Regions from separate parts of the Mus musculus genome. Here regions 2, 3, 4 and 5 are each linked to region 1. A link is a contact called in public promoter capture Hi-C data. All regions are on one chromosome and are shown on one strand. The core of a region is the stretch at or near the end of the contact, and the rest is flanking DNA. Distances in the headings are between cores, read along the strand shown.

Region 1 (2,718 bases), core at 137-2,636:
CTGGCCTCCCAAGCACAGCCAATGAAGGGCGGCCACCACAGGCCCTGGGGAGCAGGGAAAGATGCTTTACCCTGCAGCCTGCTTGGCAAGCTTAAAATTCAGACCCCGAGGTTCTGTGTGTGTTGAGTGCGGGAGAGGCTAAAGTTAATTTATTATTGTTTTTAAGAATTATCTATTTATTTTACGTATATGAGTACACTGTCGATGTCTTCAGACACACCAGAAGAGGGCCCCAGATCTCATTATGGTTGTAAGCCACCATGTGGTTGCTGGGAATTGAACTCAGGATCTGTGGACGAGCCGTCAGTGCTCTTAACTACTGAGCCATCTCTCCAGTCCCGCGGCTAAAGTTTAACTGTTATCAAGTTTCAGTCAGGAAAATGAGATGGTCCTGGGGTGGCCATTAGTGACATATGAGGATGTGCCTAATGCCACCACACTATCAAAAATAGATTAAGATGACAAACTTCGTGGATAGATGTTTTACCGGAATAAATACATGAACGGTGTCCAAAATCTGTGATGGGCTCCAGAAACCAGAGACCCAAGATGGCAAGGGGTAGGGACTTCCATGCCTGGCTTCCTGGCAACGAGGAAATGTGAGATGGGCTACTGAGATTGAGGCCTGGCTACTCCTAATCCCAGGTAGGGCCAGGAGAACCCTACATAGCTGTATGTGCCAAAGGTAGATGAAATGCAAGGTGAGGCACCAGGGACCAGGCGAGGGGAACGCCCTGTCCTGCCTCAGCAACACAGGTCAGCTTGGGAGATGCACAGGCCCTGAGCTCTGCCCTTTCCCCTGCCTCTTTTCCTTCCTGCCTGCCCTCCGTGTAGAGCGGTCCCAACACTGTACAGAGAAATAAAGGCTACGTCCAGAGACGAACACTCTACCCAAGGAAACAGGCTCAGAGGCACAACTTGACACTCCAGGGTCTCGTTCTCAGTCATCATTCCTCCAAGATTATCACCCCTCAAGAGCAAGAAGAGCGAGCCAGGAGAGCGAGTCCCGCCTGGGTCAGCCGTGCAGCTCTTGCTTCTGGGAAGAGAGGGAAAGAAACACTAAGAGGCAACACAACCTGGCTGTGTCGGGATGCAGGGTTCCCAGGTGCTCCCTGGTCCCGGTGGTGTGGCGTATTGGTTGAAACACATTGATGTGACTGTCACAACCATGACTTTAGCAGTGCAGAGGACAGAGGTGAGATGTTATTTATCACAAGCAGCCTGAAGGAGACAGCCTTCCTTGTCTTTGTCCTTGAAGGTTAGCTGCCACCTAACTGCAGGAGAGGGGTCATGGGGGACAAAGACATTCCTCAAAGAGGGCAGAGCCTCAGACTGCTCTGGTGGAGCTGCTGGGCAAAGCCTGTGATTTCACAGGAAACAGGCCTTTCCTGAGCCAGCAACAATAGGGACAGCCAGAGGCAGGAAGGGCCCCTTGCAGGCCAGCACATACTTAACCCTTTATAGACCCTCACCCTACAGCACAAAGCTGAAGACCCTTGCTAACATCCACTCTGGGGTCCTCAAGCCATAGCTGAGGGCTAATGAAGTCCACCGGGTGGCTCCCCTGGACTCTGAGTGACCCAGAGCAGAGCAACGGTTTGCTCGTCGTTGTGGGAACCGGGTCAGGGAGGGAGGGGTAAGGGTAATAGGACCACACACAACTTTTAGAGTACACCACACAGAAGGTTTGTCACCACCCCTCCTCCACCATGAGCATGAAGATGGGCCTGCAGATTGGGCTGTAAGGGAGACCTCACCTACTCAAGAAGCCCCAGCCTGGCCCAGGGTCTGTCAGGGTAGGAGACGAGAATCCACCACTCCCTGGAGGCTCTTTGAGCCAGCTGCTCCCATATGTCTCTGGTCAAAGAAGCCTTACAGCGACCTCCCAAAGCAGATGCCAGACACATTTGTAAATGGCTCTGGAAATGAGTCTGAAGCACACGGCAGATCTGTGGGGAGCTTCCCCTACCACAGCCAGTGCTGGACAGACGGACGGAAAGGTGCAGAGATACAGTGTGTGCTTGAGATGACCGGATCCTTTGGAGGGATGGGCTGTGTCAACAGGGAGAGAACACAGTGAAGGTTCACACTAGTCTGCATCAACGCAGCAGGCCGTCCAGCCCAAGTGGAGACAAGCAAGCGTCCAGTGCAGGAACAGCATGGTTTCTTCGAGGGAAGCCTGGGTGAAGAGCAGACTCACCTCACCCTACCATCTCGGCCCAGCACAGAAACAAGGTTGAGGGTCTCATATAACCCCCCACCCCACCATTGTCACTCCTGTCTGCACAAGAGAGGGAACAGGTTTGGATGGCCTGCCCTCCTAGTCTCTAGGCTACCTCCCTCTGAGAAGGGAGGAGAGTCTCTCTAGGCCAAAAGAAAGACCTCGGTGAGCAGAGAGAGTTGAGCAGAGGCCCCAACAGGAGAGACCAGGCTAGCCCAAAGGACTGCAACCCATCTCTAGGGCAGGGCAGGGCAGGGCAGGGCAGGGCCTGCTTGGGACCCTGGGGCAGCCACAGTCTCAGCCCTGGAGGAAGTGGTGTCTAGACTGGCAAAGAGCTACAAGGCAGAGCAGAGCCTGGAGTCCTTCTATGGTCCCAGCTATGCAGCAGCCGTGTCCAGTGGTGGAGCAGAGACTCCGCTGAGACCCTGGGTCCCACAGAGGAGTACGCTGTCCAAAGAGGCCATAGCTGCCAGGCTGGGAGAGGCTCAGCAAGGTGT
Region 2 (2,700 bases), core at 151-2,650, 720 kb after region 1:
CTATTTCTGAACTATTCAGTGTGAAGGCCACGCCTGGCTGCCTCTGTCCTCTGGGGCGGATGGGTGGGCTTCTAGCTTGACAGAACTGAATGAAAGTCCTGAGATCTCAGGTATTCCCGTGGAGCAGCAGGCTGGTGGGGTGTGGAGGGGGAGACGTTACCATGACAACCGGTGGAGGTTTACCTCGCCCACGTGCATTCTGACGTCATTGCCTTCCCACTCAAAATTAGCTCAGAGCGGCCCTACCCCCTCTAAGTGGTCTGCCATCTGACCTAAGGACTAGGCCAGCCCTGGACCTGGCCGCCTAACCTGGACCCAGGCAGGAATAAGATCCCTGCTGTTCTGATCTGCTGTTCTCTTCCCAGTCTTAGCAGCCTCCTTTTACAGATGGGGACCAGTCCACATCTTAGAGGAGTTAGGATGACCATAGGACATCAAGTACCTCCCTCACCCACCCACGTCTACCCTAGAATTTCCATGGCAACTAGGGCAGTGAGACTACTTTGAGGACAGCCATATAAGTTCTAGGTGAATGACTGGTAGGCATGCATCCCAACACGCCCACGAGCCCTCAACGCAGAACCCTCCCCTGAAGAGGATCTGCAGCCCTCAAACAGCCTGGACAAGGACGGGAGTGAAGGAGCACCACTGATGCCATACCTTGATAGTGGTGAACTCCTTTCTCCAGGGCAGCAGGTACAGGTGCACAGCGGCCAGCTCTAGGAGCTCAAAGGCGCGGGCCAGATCTTGGAGGGCCGGTGCCAGGTCAGCCCGCCCCCACAGGCCATCAGTGAACAGGGCTAGCGCATCGTCCTGTAGCGCCCCGTGCAGGTCAAAGTCTTCCACCAGAATCTGCCAGAGCACCGCGCGCAGCGAGGGGTCGCCGCAAACGCCCGCGCGGCCGCGCCGCAGCTCGCGCTCCAGGCACTGGCGATAGTCCTCGGACAGTGAGCTGCTGCCCATCCTGATCAGGTCCGGGATGAGGTGTCAAACTAGAGACCATGTCATCTCAGCTGTGTGTGCGACTCTCAACCCCGCACCCAGCAAGCCCAGGGCTCCCTCCAACCTGGAAATAGGGACCTTGGCAGCTTAGCCAACTCTCGGAATCTATGGTCCCTGAGACGTGGACGCTGACAGCTCAGTGACCACAGTATTTGTAGCCTCCCCTCCCCAGGACACCTTCAGCCCCGCTTGCTGAGCGTCCTCGTATCAACAGCTCCGCTCCCACTAGCTGAACCTCTTGCAGCCAGAGCCCCTCTCCCACTGACGGTCCCCGTGGGCGGCGGTGCTACCTGCTAGTCGCCAGCTATTCCAGAGAGCTCCGCTTGGGCCTGGGTCTCTCCTCGCTCTTCCGCAGAAAGTCAAGCCCGCCCCTTGGCCTTGGTCGTGACGTTGGTGGGCGAGGCTGGAGTCGGGTGCCGCCCTTTCGGCTAAGTAGGAGGGTGGAGGTGTAGGCGTGGCCTGGGCGAAGCTGGGCGTGGCCCTCCCCTGCAGCTCACCTTTTGAAGTTCTCTCAGATTCACTAGTTAGTCTTTCAGCTAGTCTGAGTGGGAGTACACAGTGGGTGTATGATCACTGGTCGCCAAGATGTGCCTAGCGGAACCGGTCTGAACCAGGCTGGACTTTGGCTCCTCAAGCCAACCCACAGAATAGCCAAATACCGGCTAGGCGGGGCCTGTCTTGGCAGATCATGGACCAAAGGAGGTCAAACACACGTATTTAAGTACAATTTAAAACGGGTGGGGTGGTGGACTGCCCAGTGGGTATGAGCACCTGCGTGGCAGCTCATTTTTTTGTCTTTAACTCCAGTTCCCAACATCCACTTCTGGCCCCTGCATCTGGTGTTTTTGATGCACATGCATGCAAACAAAATAATTATAAATAATAGAACGGGAGGTCCTTCGGACTGCCTCTGCAGGCTTTGTTTCCTGGTCTCTGGCACTTCATTTCTTAGTCCCTGAGAAAGTCGGTTAGGGAGTATTTGAGGCAGGATGAATGTATTCACCCTCCAGGACAAGGTGTTCCTTAAGTGTGTGACCTACAGACCTTCAAAACTGACCGGGATCCTGAAATCCAAGAATTGGTCTGGGTGACCTCAGGGAAACTGTTAACCTCAACTTGCTGTGGTCTTAGGCAACTCACTCAGGACCGAAGGCACCTTCTCCTTAATCTTAAACCCTAAGCTTCGTGTAAGCAGTAGCTTTTGCTTCATCCACTTCTGGGCAGCCTGCACCCTCGATCTCTCCAGCTCACCAAGCCTAGGCCAAGTTTGATCAAATAGAACCTGGCATAGGGGAGGTATCTGTCTTCTTGAATTTCTCACAGTCAAAGGACTTCAGATCGTGTAACTAAGCAGGCCACAGTCCCCAGGTGCCCTGCTGGCTATCACTGAACATAGAGGTCTTTTGTTGTGAGCTCACCAATCCAAAGGGGAACCTTGGTTGGCTTTCGAGGTTGCTTCAACTCACAGTGACATAGTTTAACTTCTGACAAATCATAAAGATTCCATGCTTGCCTTGTTTCAAGACAAGCCTGGATCCCGCCTGCGGCAGAACAAGGGGATTAACAGAAAAAGGAAGAGGCCTTGGGGGCAGGGGTGTGACCCTGAGGTAGAACAATTGCTTGCTTTGTGTAAGGTCCCCAGGTTCAGTCTCTAGCATTGCAAAAAATTATGTTACACTAACGTCGAAGCTAATGTTC
Region 3 (2,700 bases), core at 140-2,639, 740 kb after region 1:
ATGGTATCTATACTGTCTAGACTTGAAGGGAAAAAGATATCAAACAGAACAAAAAATCAAAGAATTCCTTCCTTCAACACTGTGCTGAGGAGTTCCCAGACAGACACACCTCTCCTCTCATTACTATCCACCACATGAAGGAGCTGAGCTTCAGTCAGGAGGCTCCACAGAGCTGCCTGAGCAGCAATAAGGGTTTCCACTCTGTGTGACAAAGTTCTCTTCCTGTGCAACTCAAAGACTAGCAGTCTTTCCATGTCTCATGAAAAGCACTTCCTGAAATCTGAGGAGAGGATAAGGGCTCATCTGTCAATCTCAAGTTTTGGCTTAGGTGAAGAAATAACATTCTACAGACTCCAGAATAATTCCCTCTGCTCAAAGGAGCCCAGAGCACCGAGCTGCAGGTTTCAGCTGTGTGACCCCTCTGCTCTGGGCTCTGTGACAGCTCAAGACAGAACGCACTCTGGTCTGTATGTGTTTCGTTTTACTCGTTGTCAAAATTACCCAACTTTAATTAGCTCAGCACTTCAGATAAAATGGGTTTCAGGTAGGATTCTGGTCTTGTGAGGGTGCCCTAGAAAACTAAGTTGGGGCACTGGACAACCAGTGATTCGTCCTGTCCTATGGAAGCTCTGGGTGGCCCAGCCGGCTTTTCTACCTTGTTGCCATCCTTTTAATTAGCAGTTATTCTCAGTGACAGGCCACACCCCTTTTGTGCCTGGGTTTCTTTACAAATGACCTTTGAAGGCAACTGCAGACAGCAGCAGCATCCTGAATGAGCCAACAGTCGGGTCTTTTCTAGATTAACTCTACACAGACTCTGTCAAGAATACACACACACACACACACACACACACACACACACACATCTGTCATCTACATCTTGGATGTAGGTCCTTTGCAAACAGAACCTCCTCCTTATGTCACACCGCCTCATCACACAGGTAAATCTAGGCCCAGTGCGAGCTGAGCTGTTCCAGGTCCCCGCAGAGCTCGGCGCCCTTAGCCTCCGGGCCCCGGGTCTCCGGGCGCGGTCCCAGAGCCGCCGCCGCCGCCGCGCGCATCGGGAGCGCCGAATCCCTCTACACGCCCGCCCTCGCCCACCCACCAGGGGCAAAGGGCCTCCCAGAGCTGCTTCCGCGACCCTCCCAGCCTCACCCGGGGCCGGTTGCCGGTGTCTAGCTCGATGGCCTTGTTGGCCAGTTTCATGGCGCTCTGCAGTGGCTTCGCCCCGCCGTCCCCGGCCGCAGCGGCCATGGCGCTGGGCGGGGGCGGGGAGCGGGAGGCCGCGGCGGCAGGGGCGGGACGGGGCGGACGCCTCCAGACCGGAACGCGGAGCGCGGAGCTGAGGGAGGCGCAGGAGCTGCGCACCGCCGGAAGGGGACCCGGACACACTTCCGCCGGCCTTGCCCCGCCCCGCCGCGCCCCGCCCCGCCGCGCAGACTTGGGTTTAGGGGACCGGAGGGGTCAGTGGCTCTTGTCACCTCCTCCGGCCAACTTGCTGCGAGCGCGGACGGGAAGGCTGGCGGGGAGAGCTACTGCTCTGAAGGGTTTCTGTTGTGCGCCACCGCCCGGGCGGCAGTCCGCGGCCGTTCACCCTCCGGGCTGCCCCTCCTTTAAGGGCCTGTCGCGAGTTCCGAGAGACCCGAAGAACTCCGGGCTCCTGACCCCGCCGCGGCCGCTGTGGCTCCCCAGACCGCTCCTCGCTTCCTTGCAGCCCTCGCTTCCTCCGGCTCCGATCTCGGGGAGCCGAGCGGAGCGGGGCAGCGCGGCGGAGAGTAGCGGAACGGCACGGAGTGTGCCAAGTTAAGTCCGCTCTAGCAAGAAGTCAGGGGGCCGAGCCACACCGAGCAGCGCGGAGCAGGGAGCGAGTGTCGCCTACCACCATGAAGCGGGACCGCCTCGGCCGCTTCCTGTCTCCCGGAATAGCTCGGCAGCGCGGGGGTTCGGGCGGCGGCTGTGGAAGCGGTCGGACTCGGGGTCGCCCTTCTCGCAGCGGCGGAACGAGCGCTGACGGGGCGGCTGCTCAGCTCAGCTGGGGCTCGATGACACGCTCCTGCGGGGACACAGGCGACGACGGTACAGACGAAGCTGGTGGGTTCCAGGCGTCCTCGGGCCCCGGTGCGAGCTTAGTGATAATGAGAGCAAACCAGGCCTCCTGGTTCTGGAGAACGCGGGCCCTCTGGAGAACTGCCGATAGAGGCCCTTTCCTCTGCCGCCCAGACAGCTCTGTGTCGCTGCTATTTAGTGCGTAAGATTTGAAGGCACACAGGTGTGGCTTCAAGTTTGCTCTTCGTGCTATGGACTTTTAGGGTAATTGCTTAACTTTTTCTGAACCCCAGTTTCTTGATGGTTAAAACAGGCCTATAACCTAACCTGCGTTGGGAACTGAGTTAAGTGAACTAACTGCTTGTTCCTTGTGCGGCTGCGAGTTTGTGAACAAGCAGCAGCTAGTTAGGTTAACAGCCTCCATGTGCATCACATTAGTGTGGTGTTCTTCAGTCATCTGAGAATGGCTTTCCTATGTAAGCTGTCCTTTACTCCCACTAGGGGCAGTTGGGTGGCATCATGCACATGCTGCAGGCAGGGCACCTATAGATGGACAGGGATGAACAGTGAGTTAGTTTCTTGAGGCACGGCTTGGACACATTTTCAGAATAGGGATGTTAAGTTTCATCTTCGTTGTAGGCATCTGGGGTTCCT
Region 4 (2,700 bases), core at 151-2,650, 550 kb after region 1:
CTTATTGTTTGAATTATTTAGTGTTAAGGGACTTGGAGAGTACAGAAAGACATGGAGTGGAAGGAAAGGCACCGAGACTGCTTTGGGGGCTTTCTGCAGTTAGACTACCAGGCACCAGCCTGGCATGGACTAGCAGGACTCAGAGCTTCAGTGGCCCTGCCCAGGCCTGGGATTGCAGCTGTCCATGGGTGGGACAGCAAGCTCTCCCTTCTGTCTCTGCACAAATGAACTGTCAAAGCCAAATGGTATGAAGCTCGGGATGACGGGTGCTCCTCAGGGGCAGTGAGTATAATTAAGGGGGCTCTTAATTTGGTCATAAACACAGTCCACAGGAACAAAGAATGCTAGTGGTTGCCTGATGCTAAGGGAGTTGGAGAAATGGGTAGTAGACCACTAATGGCTATAAGGGGGGGAGGGGTCTGGAAAGATGGCTCAGTGGTTAAGAGCACTGTCTGCTCTTCCAGAGGACACGGGTCCAATCACCACTTTAAATGTTTTATTTAATGTGCACTGGTGTTTTGCTTGCATGTATGTCTGTGGGAGGTTGTCGAATCCCCTGGAACTGGAGTTACAGATGGTCATGAGCTGCCATGTGGGTGCTGGGAATTGAACCTGGATCCTCTGGAAGAGCAGCCAGTGCTCTTAACAGCTGAGCCATCTCTCCAGCCCCTCCAGTTCCGACTTTAGGAGCCCCCCTCCCTCCCTCTCTAAGATTGAGGGCACCGTTTTCCTACTCTGTATGTAGCTGCTGCCCTGTGGTCTCACACACCACTGGCTCTAAGTTGATTCTGTAGCCAGCCAGGGGCATCCCCCGGATCTCTGATGTTCAGAAAAACTGGTTCATTCTTGTCAGGCCGGCACACAGGAGACGGAGCTTGAGTTTGAAGCCAGACTGTTGCACAGCGATACTGTATTTAAAAAAACAAATAACCAAAACCAAGAGGCAGGTGGATCTCCGAGTTCGAGGTCAGTCTGGTCTACAGCGAGAGGACAGCTAGCACCACACAGAGAAACAACAAAATAAATACGTACAGGAAGGACGGAAGTGGCCAACAGGAACCACCAAATCGCACCCCAAAGAAAGAGATAACGTGAAAAGCGAATCGTGTATCCACTTGCCAAGTACTGGAAACCGCAACTTGGACTGTTAATAAAACACAAGAGAGAAAAATACCGGGTAACCGTAGCCTGTCTCTACGTGAACCCGCAGGCTGCGGGCTGCTAGCTTTCGCGCTGCGCACCCTGCTGACTCTCGAGGTTTCGCAGCTAACCTTGCGGATACCAGACGGTTCGGACCGCGCAGGCGTCGCCAGGAGCGCGCGACCTTCAACCCCGCGCAAGCGCAAAGGGAGGCCGCCCTCAAAAACCTGACCGTTAGGGCGGCCGGAGCCGCACTGCGCAGGCGCCGCTTTCGGCACCATGGCGGCCGCCTTGCTGCTGCTTCGCGGGCTCCGCCCCGGCCCGGAGCCCCGGCCCCGACGGCTGTGGGGCCTGCTCTCAGGCAGGGGCCCAGGCCTCTCGTCCGGGGCTGGGGCCAGGCGGCCGTACGCGGCCCGCGGGACTCCGGTTGGCCCGGCTGCGGCTGGAGGCCACGCGCCTCAGGTAACCCGCTCGGAGCCCGGCGGCGGCGGGTGTGGCGGGTCGGTCCGCGCCGACCGGAAGTGCGCCTGCACCTCGCTCTTCCGCAGGAGGATGGCTGCTGTGGGCTCCCCGGGACGGGAGGCAGCATCTGCCTCGGGTGGTTCGTCTCTCCCTGGCGTGTGTGAGAGAGACGCCCTGTATCACTGTCCCTGGCGGCTTCAAACTGAGTCCTGGTCACCCGTGCCTTTCCGTCCTCTTCTTTCTGGTCTGGAGGCAGGCGTTCATGTGTACTCGGAGCAGCCCTTGGACTCCCGATCCTTTTGCCCACATAGGTGGTGCACACTTGCAATTTCAGTATTTGCTGGTAGGACGAGGCCAGGAAGATTGTGAATTGGAGACTCAAACTGGGCTGTGGGTGAAAGTTAATTGACTTTTGTTTCTTCGGTTTTTTTGTTTTGTTTTGTGGCTGAGTCCAGTGAAATTCATTGATGGAGTTGATTGACACTTTCCCTTGGCCCCTCCCCTTCTTGGGAGGCAGTTCTAGGATGGAAACCGAGGAGGGAGAGATTCTCAATACACAGTTGAAGATGACTTTGAACTTTTGATGCTCCTGCATCCCCTCCCAAGTGCTGGGATTACATGCATGCGCCACTGTACCCAGTTTTAAGGAGGTACTGGGGATCAAATCCATAGCTTTCTGCATGCTAGGCAAGGACTTTGATTAGGCCTGTGTTGTTGTGGTATATGGTCTTAGTGTTACCTCGGTCTTTTTCTCTTTTTACAGAGTTTGCTATTGCGAATACTGACCCCTAGCTTTGAAGGTATTAGCGGATTGTTACTGAAACAGCATATAGTTCCAAATGCAGTCAGACTGTGGCCGCTTTCAGGTGTGTATGCATTGCATGGTCCATTACTGAGGGACACAGGTTTTACTGTAGTCCTATAAGAGCATAGTGGAAGAGGACAAAACCAAACAAACCAGGTCTTACATGCCTGTAATCTCAGCACTAAAACAGGGGCTGCCAGTTGGAGGTCAGGCAGAACTAGCTAGTGAAACCCTGCTGGCCCCCTGCTCACCCCCACCCCCCACCCAAAAAAACAAAAGGTTTTATGTTGTCT
Region 5 (2,700 bases), core at 174-2,673, 700 kb after region 1:
TCTAGAGGGACTGGACTCTGAAAATCGGGAGAACCCTGTTGTGAGCTGCAGAGTGAACTGTAATGTCAGACAAGGGTCCATCTTCTTCCCAAGGGACAGTCTAGGATTCTTTTTTGCTTGTTTGTTTTTGTTTTGTTTTTCGAGACAGGGTTTCTCTGTATAGCCCTGGCTATCCTGGAACTCACTTTGTAGACCAGGCTGGATTAAAGGCGTACGCTACCACGCCTGGCTCAGTCTAGGATTCTTACGTCTTCTACAACAATGACACAGTACTTTAGCTTTCTACATTTCAGAAAGCAGTTTAAAAACAAAACAAAACCTCCATTACAGCCCTAGGCGGTGGCACAGACCTTTAATCCCAGCAGTGGGGAGGCAGAAGTAGGCAGATCTCTGAGTTCAAGGGCAGCTTGGTGTATACAGTAAGTTCTAGGCCAGCCAAGGCTACATAGAGAAGCAGTCTCATACAAACAAAAACTCTATGATACTAGCCCATAAAACCTATTATGAGTTCCTTGGGAGTCTAGAGGTTGGAGCCACGGCAGGTCGAAGTGACTCGTGACTCATACTGCTACGGGTGGTTCCCTTCCAACCTGTTAACCTAAGGTTAACCGGGCCCTCCTACTAGGAGGGAACCCAAAATCCTACTGTTTGGCACTTGAACTCCTTTGTATCTTAATTACTATTTCTCTGGGTACTTTTCTGGTGCCTTCTGACCACACTCCGTTGTCCCCAAACAGAAACAAAACAAACAGGGAGAGTGGCTAGTGGAAGTGGCCTGGATCGGGGGTCGGGTGTAGGATCATTTGGACAAGATTCAGGGTTTGGATCCCGGGCGTGGGGTGCAGGCCTGGGGAGATCTGGTAAAGAAACAAGACCCAGGGGTAAGAGCTGGCTGGGGGTCTGGAATCAAGAATCGGGAGCTGGCTTCTGCTGGGTTGTGCGATCGAGGCCCAGGAGAGGGTTTCAGCTAGGATGTCAGGGTTCAGGCACCGGGTCGGGTCCTGGTGGCTACACGGGCTGCAGGCCCCAGGGCAGGTCCTAGTCGGAGGTCTCGAGCCCAGTGAGCTGGGGGCGGGTCCCGGTCCGAATACAGGGTATAGACTATGGGTCCCAGGCCCGGGGGGATAGAGTCTGGGGCTGAAGCCCGGGGCGGGTCCGGCTGGGTTATGGGGCTGAGGCGAGACGTCCGCAGACTCCCGCTCCGACCCCGAAGTGGATGACAGCCCCTTACCGTCCATGGCCGGTCGGGCTAGCACAGCCCTCGGGGCGGCGCAGGGGACGCGATGTTACGGACCCGCTGTCTCCGCGAGGGCTTCCGGGGTCGCCACCGCTTCCGGTCGCGCGGCCGGCTGTCGCGAGAAGATAGCTCCGGGGCGGGGCTTGGGCGGGGCCTGGGCGGGGCTCAGGCACGGCTCGCGCGGCACGCGGTTGCCATGGTAATGAGCTCCCGGAGCCTAGTGTGGGTTTTGTGAGTCGGTCGGGTTAACCGGCCCCGAGGCCGCCCGGCTGGAGCGGCGGGGTCACCTATGGGCCAGTCGAAAAGCAAACCCAGAGAGAAGAAAGGTAAAGGGCGCCGCCTGGCGGCGAGGCCCGCCCTCCGTGCGGGCGTCCGCGGGCTGTAGGTCTAACGGCTTGTCCGTCCGTGTGTTTCAGAGGAGGAGAAGAGCACTACCACTTTAGTTACAAAGTCTAAGGAGAAAGTAATGGAGAAGGAGGCCAAGCAGTCTGACAAGGAGTCGCAGCCTGCCGAAAGCCTGTTGTTCGCGACATCCAAGCACTCAAGGCCGTCGTCTTCGTCTGAAGGTAGGGAGATCCAGAGGAGACCGGCCGCGGCAAGGCAGCAGGGATGGGACCTCTTTCTAAGGATGATGACCCGGGAGGTAAATATTACAGGGTTCTCGGTGCAGGGAAGGTGAGCGAGAGCACTGCCCTTGGCTCTAGGCTAGGCTATAACAGGGATTTCAAGGGCATCTTGTATATCTGGAGACCCTGTTTCAGAAGGAAAAAAGAAATTGAGACGAAACTTGAGCGATCCATAAAGTGTTCCCCAAAGAGGGTTAGTAGGGTGCTCTCTGGTCCCACAGTGATCCCTTCAACATGTTACAGCTTGGAGCAGAATTCTCCTCGGGTGATTGGCCAGGCTGCTGTGTGACTGACTCCTGAGCGGAGAGGGCTTGGTGTCCCTCAGCCTGGCCACAAAGATGGGAGGGCGTCTCAAGGTAGAAAGGACCGTGAGTGGGACAAAAGTGTTTCTTTTCACACCCAGCATTTGGCAGACACCAGAAACTGCTGCGAATTCCACTTTTCCCCGAGGCAGACGTTTGGCCTGTTTCTACCTTTTATAGTAGCTTGGTATGGCCACACAGAAGGAAACGTACAGAGCCTTCCGACACTGTGACACCCCCCCCCCCCCCATTGTCAGAAATAGAACTGTTGCAGGTTTAAAACAAGGAAGGCATTAGGAATTGGATGCTTTGTCTTTCTGGTTCCAGAATGGAGGCCTGTATGAAAAACAGAGCCCTAGGAGGACCTACCCCAGGCTCACTGCCGGAATCTGGTGGAAGCCAGAGGCGCAGTAGCCGAGGACAGTTGAGAAGGATTGGAGGTAGAAAGCACAGACCCTCCTCTCATTTGAGAAAGAGGTTGAGGCACCCATGGGTCTTGGGGAGGCAGTTTGAAATCCAGGTGCTGGGACTGGAT

Evidence for each region. Promoter capture Hi-C pulls out the DNA fragments that hold promoters and counts their contacts.
Region 2: a promoter capture Hi-C map of the HPC-7 cell line shows a contact between it and region 1. The contact joins the promoter of Spata2l here to the enhancer-like site in region 1. A contact is called at or near these places in 12 of 39 promoter capture datasets (the 3T3-L1 cell line, 3T3-L1-derived adipocytes, the C10 cell line and 8 more), 2 of 115 datasets of contacts at active chromatin or transcription factors (embryonic limb bud and stem cell-derived neural progenitor cells) and 2 of 9 other capture datasets (embryonic stem cells and liver).
Region 3: a promoter capture Hi-C map of liver shows a contact between it and region 1, with 3 times the contacts expected there. The contact joins the promoter of Vps9d1 here to the enhancer-like site in region 1. A contact is called at or near these places in 1 of 39 promoter capture datasets (liver), 1 of 484 Hi-C or Micro-C datasets (bone marrow-derived macrophages) and 3 of 9 other capture datasets (adipose tissue, embryonic stem cells and liver).
Region 4: a promoter capture Hi-C map of cranial neural crest shows a contact between it and region 1. The contact joins the promoter of Spg7 here to the enhancer-like site in region 1. A contact is called at or near these places in 1 of 39 promoter capture datasets (cranial neural crest), 3 of 115 datasets of contacts at active chromatin or transcription factors (embryonic basal ganglia, embryonic stem cells and large pre-B cells) and 1 of 9 other capture datasets (liver).
Region 5: a promoter capture Hi-C map of fetal liver shows a contact between it and region 1, with 5 times the contacts expected there. The contact joins the promoter of Spata33 here to the enhancer-like site in region 1. A contact is called at or near these places in 7 of 39 promoter capture datasets (cranial neural crest, embryonic stem cells, fetal liver and 3 more), 1 of 484 Hi-C or Micro-C datasets (palatal mesenchyme), 5 of 115 datasets of contacts at active chromatin or transcription factors (embryonic limb bud, embryonic midbrain, embryonic stem cells and 2 more) and 2 of 9 other capture datasets (adipose tissue and liver).

What each region holds. Positions count from the first base shown.
Region 1 is chr8:122,516,320-122,519,037 of GRCm38.p6, forward strand. The region is part of intron 1 of Piezo1 (piezo-type mechanosensitive ion channel component 1); the gene reads right to left. Among named protein-coding and RNA genes, the nearest start is that of Gm26497, 3.0 kb to the right of the region's middle. Within about 2 kb of position 1,387, at least 60 of the 459 cell types and tissues checked have an H3K27ac peak or open chromatin away from gene starts, as enhancers often do. A contact at or near this core is called in the HPC-7 cell line, adipose tissue, bone marrow-derived macrophages and 2 more, where this site is marked.
Region 2 is chr8:123,234,858-123,237,557 of GRCm38.p6, forward strand. It overlaps Spata2l (spermatogenesis associated 2-like), which reads right to left and starts at 1,401. Exons shown (of 3, transcript NM_030176.3): 1 at 1,293-1,401; 2 at 661-992. The coding sequence starts at 963. 4933417D19Rik (RIKEN cDNA 4933417D19 gene) reads left to right here and starts at 234. Exons shown (of 3, transcript NR_045849.1): 1 at 234-696.
Region 3 is chr8:123,252,833-123,255,532 of GRCm38.p6, forward strand. Vps9d1 (VPS9 domain containing 1) reads right to left here and starts at 1,390. Exons shown (of 15, transcript NM_028200.2): 1 at 1,156-1,390. The coding sequence starts at 1,254. Zfp276 (zinc finger protein (C2H2 type) 276) reads left to right here and starts at 1,363. Exons shown (of 11, transcript NM_020497.2): 1 at 1,363-2,091. The coding sequence starts at 1,884.
Region 4 is chr8:123,064,108-123,066,807 of GRCm38.p6, forward strand. It overlaps Spg7 (SPG7, paraplegin matrix AAA peptidase subunit), which reads left to right and starts at 1,401. Exons shown (of 17, transcript NM_153176.5): 1 at 1,401-1,602; 2 at 2,366-2,468. The coding sequence starts at 1,420.
Region 5 is chr8:123,211,435-123,214,134 of GRCm38.p6, forward strand. Spata33 (spermatogenesis associated 33) reads left to right here and starts at 1,424. Exons shown (of 3, transcript NM_177279.4): 1 at 1,424-1,563; 2 at 1,654-1,803. The coding sequence starts at 1,527. Chmp1a (charged multivesicular body protein 1A) reads right to left here and starts at 1,354. Exons shown (of 7, transcript NM_145606.3): 1 at 1,232-1,354. The coding sequence starts at 1,238.